Regions from separate parts of the Mus musculus genome. Here region 1 is linked to region 2. The links are chromatin contacts, called in public Hi-C maps. All regions are on one chromosome and are shown on one strand. Each heading gives the region's core, a stretch centred on a gene start, on an enhancer-like site or on the middle of the called end of the contact. The rest is flanking DNA. Distances are from core to core; before and after follow the strand shown.

Evidence for each region. A called contact is a pair of places that touch in the nucleus more often than the background predicts.
Region 1: a contact with region 2 is called in a Hi-C map of myocytes, with 4 times the contacts expected there. The contact joins the enhancer-like site here to the promoter of Crbn in region 2. A contact is called at or near these places in 1 of 39 promoter capture datasets (embryonic stem cells), 4 of 484 Hi-C or Micro-C datasets (the C2C12 cell line, cerebellar granule neurons, muscle stem cells and 1 more) and 1 of 115 datasets of contacts at active chromatin or transcription factors (craniofacial prominence).

The regions. Positions count from the first base shown.
Region 1 is chr6:107,458,020-107,460,719 of GRCm38.p6, forward strand. No RefSeq gene overlaps it. Among named protein-coding and RNA genes, the nearest start is that of Lrrn1, 70 kb to the right of the region's middle. Within about 2 kb of position 1,407, at least 4 of the 459 cell types and tissues checked have an H3K27ac peak or open chromatin away from gene starts, as enhancers often do. A contact at or near this core is called in muscle stem cells and myocytes, where this site is marked.
Region 2 is chr6:106,798,655-106,801,354 of GRCm38.p6, forward strand. Crbn (cereblon) reads right to left here and starts at 1,433. Exons shown (of 11, transcript NM_175357.3): 1 at 1,337-1,433. The coding sequence starts at 1,403.

The DNA.
Region 1 (2,700 bases), core at 157-2,656, 660 kb after region 2:
GGTTCATGAATGAGGGAGAGTCAGTTTTCTTTAAAGGCATGACACCTAGTAGTTTAACCATGTTCCAGTAGACCCTATACCCAGGTGTATATAGAGAGTAGAAATTCAGATTGATGGGTATTAATTTTTAAAGGATTTAAAGTTAGAGTAATAGGAAGGTGGGGTTAAACATAGAAGAGATAGGGTTTAATATCATCAAAACGCACTTTGTAAAATTCTCAAAGAATCAATAATATTTTTTTAAAGATAGGCCATAGTAACCTGATCACACCTTTAGCCAGAAAGCCTTGTTGGATTCTGTGCTCATTACTGGACCCACCAGCATTAAAAAGGCAGGATCCTGAAACCCAGAAGGAGGTTTGTGTCTACAGTCTAATTTGAAAGTGATGAACTAGGAGGGGAACCAGAGCCAGGAGTCATGACTAAGATAGGCCACATGAGGCCAGATACAAACTATGTGAGGAAGGCTGGAGACATAGCCCAACAGTTAAGAGCAGTTATTTGTCTTGAAGAGGACTTGAGTTCAGCCATATTTGGCAGTTCATGGTTGCCTGTAACTCTAGTTTAGGGGATCTGATAGCCTCTTCAGTCATTGCAAATACTGTATGTGCTTGATGCACATACACTCAGGAGCATCCACCAAAAAACAAATAAAATAAAATAAAATAAAATAAAATAAAATAAAATAAAATAAAATAAAATTCAAAAGGGGGGAGAATATATAATATGGACTGTTTATTTGGCCATGTTATCCTTCTATTTTTAAATTTTTATTTATATCCATCAAATGAATGTCTATTTATTTAATTTATGTGTGTATGTGTGTGCCTGGATGGATTTACATTTACCACAAGAGTACAGGAGCCTGCAGAGGCCAGAGGGCATTGGGTCCTCCTGTAACTGGAGTTACAGGTAGGCATTAGCTTCATGAAGGAGGTTATGTGAACTAAATCCAGGTCTTTTGGATGAGCAGTAAGTACTCTTAGTGGCTGATATATCTCTCCAACTATTTTTAAAAGATGTTATAGGTCATTTCTAGTCATTAAAGATCTCCTTGGAAAATGCTATATTGAAACTTTGTAGACAAAAGGGTAAGGAGAATATCACATGGCTTGCCAAAGGAACTAGATGGCTTTGCAGATTTTCCACCCTCCTGAGGAAGCAAGTAACTCCTTCCCCTTCCCCTCAGTTACACCCTCATTTCCCTGCTTGGTATACAATACTCTTTTTAAATAGTACATGAAGGTTTTAAAGGATTAGAGAAGAAACTGTTCTTATCCATTTACCCCACCTGTCCCAGACTTTTATAGTTACATCTGTTATTTGTGTCTAGCATGGCTCATGCTTGATCGCAGACCAAGACATTTCTCAGGAGAAAGGAATTTTGGTTATGGTACACCTGCCACATGATATCTGTCAACATAGCTGTCTGATGAGAGTGCATAAGAGCCTTTACCAATGAGGAAACAGCTGTTCTAATCAGTAGTAAGCTGTTTGGAGACAATGGTTGTTGTCTCCAAACTACATATTTGTTGTCTCTAAAAAGCTTACTGCAGACACACACACACACACACACACACACACACACACACACACACACACAGACACACACACACACACATTCAAGCCTTCAGAAGTAGTTACTTCCTCTGAGACAAATAGAATATTTCATTCTGTGGCCCAGTTGGCAAAATTTGGCATTTGAATGCATAAGGATATGAACTCAAGCCCTAACATTGATAGCCACTGAGCGTTTAACTTCAGGCAAAGACTCTCTGTAACTTTCCTTTTAGAAAATAATTATAAAAGAAACACTGAACCCAGAAAGTTTTGTGAGCTTCAGAGTACTAACTGAGAAAACAAATGAAGGGATACTATATGTCTGGCCTATACTAACTGCACAGTATACATTAATATCTGTCCCAGTTTACTTCATTTAACTCAATAAAACAAGGCAGCAATGTGTATATTCAAGCATATTGTAAGTTATCTGATTGTACAGAAGTCAACTTATTTTTATATGTATTAAATCCAGTACTACTTCCCTTTGACCTCAAGATGTTTCAGATTAAGTTCTCTTAGAGAAAAAAATACTAAGATGTATTTAAGTTTTTTTTAAAGTCATTTCAATTAAACTAAAAATGTCAGGCAGACTAACTAAAACTAAAAATATTACCTGTACTATTAAAATGATGATACATGAATGATAGAATTTGAGAAAATATTCAGATGTATATAATGAACATCTCAAAGAGTGTCTAGAAAAAAAGATATGGAAGTCACAGGAAGCATATGTTGCTATTAACACATTTAGCAACAAAGCTGAACAAACATAGAACGGACAAGGGAAGTGCCTGCTCCCTCGGAAGCATACAAACACACTTTAACCAAGCTCTTTACAGAATCTAGGTGATGAGCGTGACAGGTCATTTGGTGTCAACTTGACTGGATTGGGGACAACAGGCAATTGAAATGTGGAAGCTCCCCTGCTACATCCACTCCAGTAGTGACTCTCATGACAGGCCTAGAAACCTGGATGGAGTCCCAAGGAGAAAAGTTCATGGAAATTTAGCCTCCTGGAACCGTGGCATCCCGTATAACGAACGTCTAAAACTTGTCCTTGCGAATGGATCTGTGTGCTTTCTCTCAATATTTTATTATAGGAGTCTTTAAGCAATGGCTTGCCAAATACCTAAGCAA
Region 2 (2,700 bases), core at 183-2,682:
ACAGCTCAATAACCAGTGGCTTACAGAAAAGGTGCTTTCTATGCACTGGCCCTGCACCCAGCATTTCTTCTTCTGTCTACACTACCACCAAGGAACACATTCACACCTGAAGCACACCTTCTGAGGCAACAAACTGAAACCTGAAATTATTTCTTCACACCCCACACAAAAAAGTTCCTAACTGAAATGACTAAGGATGCACGGTTTCAACAATGTAGGACTAACCTAGTCCACAAATGAACCCTAAGTGAATCTCCATCACAAGATTTTCAAATCCCACAATAATCCCTACCCATGAAAATCACAGCAGGAGTTGGAGACATAGCTCAGAGGATTTGGGAGTGCCTGGTATCCAATCCAGCAAAAAACACAAACCCAGTACACCCAGCAGCAGTTGCTTATATGGCTCTAAATGAACTGCACCTGTGATTGTAATTATTCTCAATAGCCTTATCCTAACTGTGACCCTCCTAAAAGTAGCCGACTGATGTTTTTCCTACAAACAAGGTTAACAGACTGCATGGCTTTTAACTACAACCAAAAGGCTCTGGCAATAGTCTGTGTTTCTACAGCATTCTAAGAACAGTCCGTACCACTAGTTCATCCACTTTCAGCATTCAATACTGCAACATAAGTTGTCATAAACCATAAAGGCATAAAGTAAGCAGGAGAAATCGGTAATACCGTTCTCCTGAGTACCCTAAAAGTAGGCATATTATTTGCAGACCTGAGAAAAACCGCTAAATAACTACCTCCACAGAGAGATAGCTAAGAGATACCAGCTGTGGTGGCAGATCAGTACACCGCGCAGCCCTATCTGCAACTGTGTGACCTTCCACGTCACTGGATGGTATACATTTAACAACCCGTCGATAAGTTTCTCCTCCATAAGCAAGGCTCTGGACAGATGACAGGTGTAATAATAAAAGCAGAAATGCACGCAAAGCATTCACTGCGGGGCCCACGACGTGCAAATGCCTACTGCATGTTAGCTGTCAGTCTTATGAGAAAGCAGATGAGCAGGAAAAGTAACGGCTGCTAATGTCACCCGGTTCTCAACTTCGCCTACTCCCACAAAATTTTCAGGGAGGCCGGCTTGGGAGAAAGATGGAAAGGAATGGGGGTCCCTGCTCTGGGAAACCAAAGTCCGTGGCCCCAACATCCCCGACAGCCCAGGAGACAGGCCGGGAGGAAAGCGCAGAGCTGCGGAGGGCGAGGCTCACACGGGAGGCTTCCCACCGGCCGCTGCGCCCGAGTAGCTGTCCCCGTCCTCCCTGCGGGATCGGCCCCGGTCCTCGGTCTCCACCCACGGCCAGGCGCCCGTCCCGGAGGTTACCAGGCAGAAGCGGCAGGTGGTTTCCCATGTTGTGCGCAGCGTCCTGCTGATCTCCCTCGCCGGCCATGTCTGTTTACCCGCAAAGGAGCCTGGGAAAGGGCGGTGCCGGCACGCAGGGGGAGGGTCTGCGATACGCCGCCGCCACGCTCCCGGGCCACAGCGCCCCCTGGCGGCTCCAACGAGGCGAGCCGAGAGCGGCACAGCGGAGCCAAATGAAGAGGACCATCTTTAAGGAGGACAAGAAACCCAAAGTTATCCATGACCCACTGACCCCACACAAGTTACACAGCTCCCTTCTCAGCCACAAAGACGTTTTGACAGGTGGGAAACCCAAGTCTGTGTTTTTAGTGTCCACTTGGAGCAAACACGTCCTTATACAGCATCCTCTTTTGTCTGGAAGTATGGACTGTTCCAGGGGCCGTTGGAATATAGCAGATTTTTAAAACGATTTCAGTAGCCCTCGGATATAGCCCCAAATTAACATGTATCAGTATGAAGCAAAGATTTGCAAGGACAAAAAAGGCTGATAATCACCTGGAAAATAAAACTGTCAGTATATAAACTAGCCTAGTCATAATGGCTTCACTAAGAGAAAAATGGATCAATGTATGGTAAAAAACAATTACAACATGCTAAAAGAAAGAGAATTGTCTAGCACTGGAGTTGTGGATGGATTTTTTTTTTCCAATTTTAAGAGTGTATACAATATATTTCTAACACGTTTTCACTGAAGAAAAGAAAATAATGGAATGACAAACGATATCTAAAGAAGGAAGTAGTGGTAGTAGGCAGAGAATAAGAGGAAGGAAAAAAAAGTAAACTAATGAATCTGAGGTTTGAAGACATTTTTACCCCAAGAAAAAAATGCTGCATTAAAAAAAAATTCACAACCCAAAAACACGTTGGAATGGTAACTGGATCCGATAGGCGTTTCCTATGGTGACCAACACATAGGCCAGATTAGACCAGATTAAAAGTAGGTAAAGGCATAGTTATCAGGAGGCAGCTCTAAGGGGAGTTCGCTGGTCTCACAGGTGGAGGTCAGTGAAGTCAAACACCCAGGTTTAAGCAACGTGACTTTATAGAGTTTTGGTGAGGAGTGATTACTTGTTGGTTAGGAGATGGGGTTGTTGCCCATACCTGGTTAAAAACTGATCCCCTGGCAGCCACTCTTGGGTGGGTTCCAGGAAATGCTGACATGTTAGCCCGGAGTTTTCTCCAAGACAGAGGTGGAGTTTTCACTCCGCGGTTGGGGATCAGGGAAGGAGAGTAGACTGGGTTTCCCAGCTTGTACAGGGGAAGAGCAGGGGTTCAGCCTAACACTATCAATTCCATATCACTCAGCCTTCTGTCCCTGAGTCACT